Linked DNA regions of Mus musculus: all the other regions are linked to region 1. Evidence: chromatin contacts called from public HiChIP or PLAC-seq and promoter capture Hi-C data. All regions are on one chromosome and are shown on one strand. Each heading gives the region's core, a stretch centred on a gene start, on an enhancer-like site or on the middle of the called end of the contact. The rest is flanking DNA. Distances are from core to core; before and after follow the strand shown. Region 1 holds the start of Nemp1 (nuclear envelope integral membrane protein 1). Region 2 holds the start of Rdh9 (retinol dehydrogenase 9). Region 3 holds the start of Rdh16 (retinol dehydrogenase 16).

The links. HiChIP or PLAC-seq counts read pairs in DNA pulled down with a chosen protein or histone mark. Capture Hi-C pulls out chosen DNA fragments and counts their contacts.
Region 2: an H3K4me3 HiChIP or PLAC-seq map of intestinal crypt epithelium shows a contact between it and region 1, with 6 read pairs. The contact joins the promoter of Rdh9 here to the promoter of Nemp1 in region 1. A contact is called at or near these places in 1 of 15 datasets of contacts at CTCF or cohesin (the NIH/3T3 cell line), 4 of 115 datasets of contacts at active chromatin or transcription factors (embryonic stem cells, intestinal crypt epithelium, intestinal villus epithelium and 1 more) and 1 of 9 other capture datasets (adipose tissue).
Region 3: a promoter capture Hi-C map of adipose tissue shows a contact between it and region 1. The contact joins the promoter of Rdh16 here to the promoter of Nemp1 in region 1. A contact is called at or near these places in 6 of 39 promoter capture datasets (the 3T3-L1 cell line, cranial neural crest, embryonic stem cells and 2 more), 1 of 115 datasets of contacts at active chromatin or transcription factors (pancreatic cancer cells) and 2 of 9 other capture datasets (adipose tissue and pancreatic islet).

The regions. Positions count from the first base shown.
Region 1 is chr10:127,675,381-127,678,376 of GRCm38.p6, forward strand. It overlaps Nemp1 (nuclear envelope integral membrane protein 1), which reads left to right and starts at 1,685. Exons shown (of 9, transcript NM_001113211.1): 1 at 1,685-1,847. The coding sequence starts at 1,718. It overlaps Gm16230 (a long non-coding RNA gene), which reads right to left and starts at 1,379. Exons shown (of 4, transcript XR_872178.1): 1 at 1,291-1,379.
Region 2 is chr10:127,775,056-127,777,858 of GRCm38.p6, forward strand. Rdh9 (retinol dehydrogenase 9) reads left to right here and starts at 1,350. Exons shown (of 4, transcript NM_153133.2): 1 at 1,350-1,742. The coding sequence starts at 1,430.
Region 3 is chr10:127,799,632-127,802,517 of GRCm38.p6, forward strand. Rdh16 (retinol dehydrogenase 16) reads left to right here and starts at 1,522. Exons shown (of 4, transcript NM_009040.3): 1 at 1,522-1,879. The coding sequence starts at 1,567.

The DNA.
Region 1 (2,996 bases), core at 435-2,934:
TTCATCGTGTTTACGTATGCTCCCTTGTCTGGGATAGTTTGTTAGTCTTCCCTTGTTTCACATTAATGTAAGTTTTTGTTTTGAGGTTGGTTTTAGATGTGTAGTGCAAGCTAATCTTATTTGTGATCCTCTGACCTGAGTGTTTTGAATGCTGGAGTTAACAGATATGGACCAACACGCCTCCTGTTAACCTTGACATTAAAAGTTTTTTTTTTTTTTTTTTTTTTTTTTTATCAATCGATCCATTAATTGTGTGGGGGGTATTGTGTGCCACAGAGTCAGTATGGAGGTCCTGTGGGAGCAGAAGTTGGTTTTCTCCTGTCATATGAGTTCTAGGTTTACACAACCGAGCCATCGCAATAAGCCATCTATATGTGTGTATAAATGTGCATATACATGTATACATGTGTCTACACACAAGTGTGTGTATATATATGTGTGTGTGTATGTATGTGTATATATATATGTATATGTATATATATGTGTGTGTGTGTGTGTATATATATGTATGTATATACACACACATACAGGTTCTCACGGTTCAAACTCTATAATCCTGGCTACTCTTCAATTCTCAGCAAGCCTTCATTCTCAACTTCCCAAGTGATGGGATTACAAGCACGCCTTTAATCCCAGCACTTGGGAGGCAGAGGCAGGCAGATTTATGGGTTCAAGGCCATGGTCTACAGAGTGAGTTCCAGGACAGTCAGGGATACACAGAGAAACCCTGTCTCAAAAAACCAAAAAAAAAAAAAAAAAAAAAAAAAAAAGGTGCTTCAATTTTCAATTTCTGTAAGTGCTACACACACAGTGCCTGGACTGCAAGTACTGGGAGGCACCTAAGCCACAGAAAGAACTTAGATTTGAGCTCAGAACCTACTTTGTGTTTTTTCTCTCTCTCTTAGCCTTGGCTTTTTTTTTTTTTTTTCCCAAATGGAGAGGATAAGCTGTCTTAATTATCACTTGTTTCGTTTCAAAACCAGAAATGCTCGGGACTTGTAGTTTATTCCTGTGGCGTTGGTGATTGAAACGAGGGCCTTGTGCACAGTTTAGCTACATCTTCAGTCAAAAAAGGAAACCGAAGCCAAATTAATACTTTTTTTTGGTGTTTTGTTTTCTGTTTGTTTTTTTCTTGCAGTGCTGGGGATCGAAGTCAGAGTTTCTATCTCAGCTCTATCTCTACATTTTCAAACGTTGTTTATGCCTGCAAAACCTTGACAACGCACAATAATCCTGTACTTATTGCTGAAATATTTCAGAACTTTGGAGACAGGCTGGCAATCATTTTACCTTAAAAAACGGTCACGGGAGAACCTTACTCGTGAAGAGTTGCCACTGGCTAGCATGTCATAAAAGGGCCGAGGAAGAAAGGAAAGAAAAACTAGAAGAGACGTTTCGATGGAAACACGCAGTCCAGGAGGCCTCCTCTCATTCTGATTTCCTATTGGGTAAGCTTTCCATCAATCTCATTTGTAAATAAACCGCGGACGGAAGCAGATTGCGGGGAAAGGGCGGGCTCTTCCTGTCGTCACTGCCAGGATTGGCGTTGCTAGGAGGTGTGGCTCCTAGGGGCGCGGGAGGGCGGAGCGCGCGAGGCCCCGCCTGCTCCACGGGTGGGGGTGGGGGCGGGTCTCGCAGCCGATTGGCTGCCGGCGCTGCCCGTTCGGAGACAGTTGCTGAGGAGGGGCACGCGAGGAGGAGGCGGTGTGAGGCATCCATGGCGGGAGGAATCAAAGTGTCGGTGTGGTCGGCGGTTGGTCCAGGGCCCCGGTGCTGGGGGGCCGGGGGCGGCGGCGGCGCCACATGGCTGCTCTTGGTCGTCGCCGGCTGCGTGGTCTGCGGCTCAGGTACCACCCGGGCAGCGGCTGCCCAGGGGTCGGGCGCGAGGGCGTTAAATGTGGAAAAGTGGTTTCTTATCCCGAGGGTGCGGCCCGTTACTCGGAGCAGCTCGGGACGCTGAGTGAGACGCTCCAGGGACGGTCCGCACTGACGGGTCCCGGGCCGCCCTCCGGACAGCTCGGGTCGGGCGGAGGCCTGAGCCTTCCCCAGGAAGGGAGGCCTGGGCTGGTTGACACCCTTTAGGGGGGAAACCACGGAGGGGCTCCGAGGTGCTGCTAGGTCTCTTGAATTTCTGAGTTAAAACGGATTTCTGGGTTTCGCCCTGAAATAGGTCAGGAGAAAGCAAACGCCCCACTCATTCAGTTTACTAAAAACACCCCAGGGATGGATCTGTCTCGGTACAGTGGAATAGAGTTCACCTGAATGTTTTTCAAGACAGGGTCTCTCAGGGTAGCCCCTGGCTGTTCTGGAACTCACACCTTAGACCGGGCCGGCCTGGAGTTGAGAGACCCACCTGCCTCTGCCTCCTGTGTGCTGGGATTAAAGGTGTGTGCCACCACTGGCCTCCTGTTAAGATCCTCCTCCCAAATAGCTCCGGAGAACACACCTGGAGTCATTATACTCCAGTTGCCCAGGAAAGATAAGAGGCCATCCGCTTAAGCGGGACGTAGTTCCTAAGTTTATTCATTCTTTCAAGCACATTCATTTTGTACTTTCTGCTGGACAGTCAACTCCGGACTAGGTAAGAAACTTATTTTGTGATCCCGACCAGAAAAAAAAAAAATTAAAAGTTGATAAGAAATCGTGTTTTCCCTCCCTTGTTAAATAGTGGCCGGGAAAATAAGTGATGTTTGCCAACATCCACTGGAGGGAGTAGCAACTCCAGAGAATAAAGACAGCCAAGGCGTGTAAGCACACATCCACTCTCATACTGCCCCCTTCCGTTCCTGCCTGCCTGTCACTTGCTCTCACTTGTGGCTTTAAGATCAACACCCATAAATATATTGTTCAAGAGGGACTGGAGACTTCTTTTGGGAAGAGAGTATATGTCCAGGAAAGATTCTTTTCCGGATCAGGGCCTAAAAGCCTAGAACAGGATTTGGAAGGACTGTCACCTGAATAAACTGTCAAAATGGGGCCTCGGGGTGTGAGGACAT
Region 2 (2,803 bases), core at 100-2,599, 99 kb after region 1:
AGCAAGCTGAGAAAGCCAGGGAAAGCAAGGCAGTAAGAAACATCCGTCCATGGTCTTGGCATCAGCTCCTGCTCCCTTACCTGGTTGAGTTCCAGTCCTGCATCCTTTGGTGATCATCAGCAATGTGGAAAGTGTAAGCTGAATAAACCCTTTCCTCCCCAACTTGCATCCTGGTCATGATGTTTTGTTCAGGAATAGAAACCCTAACTAAGACAGGTGCTAAGAGTCACATAAAGAATGTCCTAGTATCTTCTGCAGGAGAAGGAGGAGGGACAAGATTGCAGCCAGGAGGACAAGGAGTAGCAGCACTACATCATACAGGTCCAGGCACAGTGGAGAAGGAAGAGCAGGGCAAATGCAGAGCAGTCCCAGGGGCAGCTGCCCATTGGAAGGACAGTGGCCCAGCTTCAGATTCACAGTTCAGTCAACACTGATAAAGAAGGCCCAGACCTTAGTGCAGAGCTGTAATCTAACCTGTATTGGGGCACTTCCTGATAGAAACATGGTTCCTGAGAGCACAAGGACAGTCTGAATCCTTACTGGTTGGCACAGAAAGTTGTGGAAGTGCCAGGTAAGGGAATGGTGACATCATTCCTGAAGGACACCAGGCTTATTTTTGAGCTGAAATCAGAGAGTCAGTCAGACATTCCCCAGAGCAGGAGCCGTATGTAAAGCCCTACAAACTACTCTAGAGGTTCTGAGCAAGGCTTGCTGGGAAATTAAGTAAGAAATCCTGACTCAGGTGAGACAGGGGCAGTCATAGAGGTCACAACTCAAGAAAATGTGCTCATGTCTGCTTGAATTCAGGCAGCCAGGAGAAGGGCCACTTGAGAGGGAAAGTCTTTTCCTTCCTCATATCTACTCTGGGAGTCCTGATGTGTTTGGGGTCCCAGCCCCACCACCTAGTGTTCCTTTGAGGTCAGCTTTCCATGTTTGGGGCTGGCCCTTCCTCTACCTTCCCAGGAGCTGCTGTATTAGGAAGGCACCAACTCTCTCTGTCCTCTCCTGTAAGTTGTCCTGAGTCCAAGCATAGGTTACCAATAGTTTCTCATTATGCTCACAATGTCCTGGTTTGTGGTTCCAGAGTGCAAGTTGCAAAGTCTGGAACTGGACCATGGGCTATGTGTAATGACACACACATATATTCCCACGTGAGTCCAGGAAGCAAAGATCATAAGATAATAAATATGTGTCACTGAACATCAGTGATGTTTTCCTTGGCAGTGAGATAGGGAGAGGCAAAGGGCATTATATGTCTTTTGATCAGAACAGGTCAATGACCAGAGACTGAGTCACCAATAGTTATAGGGATGCAGAGGACTTCACATCAGAAGCCTGGAATCGTCAATGCCTACACCTTCCTGTGTGAGCAGAGGCCAGGCTCATTTTGACACCGAGTATCTCTCTCTCTGCTTGGCTTCTACAAACTATGTGGCTCTTTCTAGTGGCACTGGTGGGCCTTTGGACTCTCCTGTGCTTCTTCAGGGAGAGGCAGGTGGTGAGCTATCTCCAAGACAAGTATGTCTTCATCACGGGCTGTGACTCTGGCTTTGGGAACCTGCTGGCCAGACAGCTGGACAGGAGAGGCATGAGAGTGTTGGCTGCATGTCTGACGGAGAAGGGAGCCGAGGAGCTGAGGAACAAGACATCTGACAGGCTGGAGACAGTGATCCTGGATGTCACCAAGACAGAGAGTATTGTGACAGCCACTCAGTGGGTGAAGGAGCGTGTTGGGAACAGAGGTACCACTGAGAGTCCTGTCTGTGCTGTTCGTTTTCTGTCTTTGTGTGAAGGGAAGGCCTGTGTAGTCCTGGAAAGATTCCTGGTGGGAGTCAGGGTGGAGTTGGTGTAACTGCAGATTCTGCCCCTCTCTAGCACATCAGTCTGTCCTCTTACCTCTACACTGAGTCCTCCAAGCTGTGTGTTCTTAGCAAATTGTATCTTATATCTTGGGTATCCTAAGTTTTGGGCTAATATCCACTTATCAGTGAGTACATATTGTGTGAGTTCCTTTGTGATTGGGTTACCTCACTCAGGATGATGCCCTCCAGGTCCATCCATTTGCCTAGGAATTTCATAAATTCATTCTTTTTAATAGCTGAGTAGTACTCCATTGTGTAAATGTACCACATTTTCTGTATCCATTCCTCTGTTGAGGGGCATCTGGGTTCTTTCCAGCTTCTGGCTATTATAAATAAGGCTGCTATGAACATAGTGGAGCATGTGTCCTTCTTACCGGTTGGGACATCTTCTGGATATATGCCCAGGAGAGGTATTGCGGGATCCTCCGGTAGTACTATGTCCAATTTTCTGAGGAACCGCCAGACTGATTTCCAGAGTGGTTGTACAAGCTTGCAATCCCATCAACAATGGAGGAGTGTTCCTCTTTCTCCACATCCTCGCCAGCATCTGCTGTCACCTGAGTTTTTGATCTTAGCCATTCTGACTGGAGTGAAGTGGAATCTCAGGGTTGTTTTGATTTGCATTTCCCTGATGATTAAGGATGTTGAACATTTTTTCAGGTGCTTCTCTGCCATTCGGTATTCCTCAGGTGAGAATTCTTTGTTCAGCTCTTAGCCCCATTTTTTAATGGGGTTATTTGATTTTCTGGAGTCCACCTTCTTGAGTTCTTTATATATATTGGATATTAGTCCCCTATCCAATTTGGGATAGGTAAAGATCCTTTTCCAATCTGTTGGTGGTCTTTTTTGTCTTATTGACAGTGTCTTTTGCTTTGCAGAAGCTTTGCAATTTTATGAGGTCCCATTTATCGATTCTCGATGTTACAGCACAAACCATTGCT
Region 3 (2,886 bases), core at 272-2,771, 120 kb after region 1:
GAATCAACGAGGTGTCCTGAGACTTTCTCTTCAGCCCTGTGGCTCCTGCAACAGACCCACATCCACTTTCCTATTCTCTCTGACTTTACCCAAAAATTCCAGGGTCCTATCTAGATCCTCCTATTTTCCAGAAGACCTTGATCCAACAAGAGTGTCCATCACTATCAGGGTTGATAAGGAAAGAACTGTAGGAGAGAAGATTGGAAAATGTCCATAGAAGGAGTGCTCTAGTGTACTCACTGTTGAAGCGAGACAAGATCCAAAGCACCAATATCTGCACAAAACTTTGGTCAAGAAAGCCTAGTACTACATTTTACAAGATGCAGTTCAAAGCTAGGATTCTGGGGACATGTGTGCTAATAGCCACATGAAGGATGTCCTATTAGTTTCTGCACAAGCAGGAGCAGAGACAGAAGTGGAGGCAGGATGACAAGTAATATCAGCCATAAGTTAAACAGAATCAGGCGCAGGAGAGAAGGAACAGCAGGGCAAATGCAGAGCAGATGCAGGGGCAGCTGCCTGCTTGGAGGGAGAATGGCCCAGCTCCAGATACACAGATAACCCACTGATAACCAAGGCCCAGACCTTAAGGCAGAACTGTAATAAATCCCTTATTGCACCTCTTCCTGATAGAACCATGGTTCTTGAGAGCACAAGGACAGCTTGATTCCTTACTGGTTGGGACAGAAAGTGGTGGAAGTGCCAGGTAAGGGAACTGTGACATCATTCCTGAAGGAAGGCATCAGGTTTATTTTGAGCTGAAATCTGAGAGTCATTCAGGTATTTCTCAAAACCAGGAGCCATATGCAAAGCTCCACACACTACTCTAGAGGTTCTGTAGAAAATAATCAAGAATTCCTGGCTTTTGTAAGCCAAGGACACAAATGGAGATCACAACTCAAAAAGAATCTGTACTCATATCTGCTTTAAAGCAGGTAGCCAGGAGAAGGGCCACTTGAGATCTAAAGTCATTTCCTTTCCCAATTCAGGTCTGGGAGTCCTGATTTGTCTGGGGTCCCAGTCCCATCACCTTGTATTCCTTTGAGGTCAATTTATCATGTTTCGGGCTGGCCCTTCTATGTTCCATAACTTGCTGTATTAGGAGGGCACCAGCTCTTCCTGTCCTCTCCTGTAAGCTGTCCTAAGTCCAAGTACAGGTTACCAATAGATTTTGATTCTGTTCAAAAGGTCCTGCTTTGTGGTTCCAGAGTGCAATATGCAGAGACACAAGGTGAGTCTGGGACTGGATTGTGGGCCCTGTGTAATGAACCAAACATGTATTCTGACCTGATTCCAGGAAGCAAGGATTATAAGAGAATATATCCGTGTTGTTGAATATCAGAGGTGTTTTTCTTGGCATGGATAAATAAAGTCAAAGAACATTGTATGACTTTTGCCCCAAAGCCTGTTAAAGTCCAGAGTCACGGCGCAGCAAAAATTATAAAAAATGCAGAGGCCTGTACGTCAGCAGGGTGGAGTCCTGGATGTCTACACCTTCCTGTGTGAGCAGAGGCCAGGCTCATTTTGACACAGAGTATCTCTCTCTCTGCTTGACTTCTACAAGCCATGTGGCTCTACCTGGTGGCACTGGTGGGCCTGTGGACGCTTCTGCGCTTCTTCAGGGTGAGGCAGGTGGTGAGCCATCTCCAAGACAAATATGTCTTCATCACGGGCTGTGACTCTGGCTTTGGGACCCTGCTGGCCAGACAGCTGGACAGGAGAGGCATGAGGGTGCTGGCTGCATGTCTGACGGAGAAGGGAGCCGAGGAGCTGAGGAACAAGACATCTGACAGGCTGGAGACAGTGATCCTGGATGTCACCAAGACAGAGAGTATTGTGACAGCCACTCAGTGGGTGAAGGAGCATGTTGGGAACAGAGGTACCAATGAGAGTCCTGTTGGTGCTGTTGGTGTTCTCTATGTGTGTGAAGGGAAGGCCTGTGTAGTCTTGAAACAATTCCTGGTGGGGGTCAGGGTGGAGTTGGTGTAACTGCAGACTCTGCCCCTCTCTAGCACATCAGTATTTCATGTTACTTAGAAACTTAATCCTCTAAGCTGTGTGTTCTTAGCCAACTGGTGCCTTGGGAAGATTTCATTTGCAATTGTTATCTGTCCTCTTTGACTTTGTATGTAGAAAGACAGGATTGTTGGCTGCTGAGTCCTAGGATAGAGACTGTGAGGAGGGAGGAGAGCCCTGGGCTCCTGGGACCTGGTCTCTGTGAAGGTCATGTGCCAGCGTGCACCTGCTCTCCCAGTTCTGGAACATGTTCTCATGCACTACCTGTGCACCATGGCAGGGAGAGCCATAATCATTGCCGTGCTTAAGCCCAAAGTCAAGGAAAACTTAGGACAGAAAAAGGTAGGAAGTGGTCTCTCTTTCACCTAGAAAACACACACACACACACACACACACACACACACACACACACACTAACTTGCTTTTCCATCTGTTTCTCCCTTTTTCTCTCTCCAGCATTTGTTTTAAACAATAAATTTATTTAAAAAATGAAAGGAAAACAGTTATTATTCAAAACTCTAGACATGTCAAACTACAATTAGCATACAATTTGCTATTCAGTGGATACAAAGTAGTTAACCCTTTGACTTGTATGTATAATGTATATGCATTCTTTCCAGTTTAAGAAGGCAAGCAACATTACCACTTAAAGAACATTTTTCAGCAATAATATAGAATGAATTAAAATAACTTGACCCTTATCCACGCCCCACTGCATTTAGCAGGCCTTGGCACTGGGTATTGTTTGTTCCCTTTGTGTTCCTCTGGCTCCTGAGTTTGAGGCAGAGCTCTAGATATGGACCTGGTCACCATCTGATGGACGTTTCTCAGCTCCTTCCTGTTGGCATCAGCAGATGGTGTCACCACACT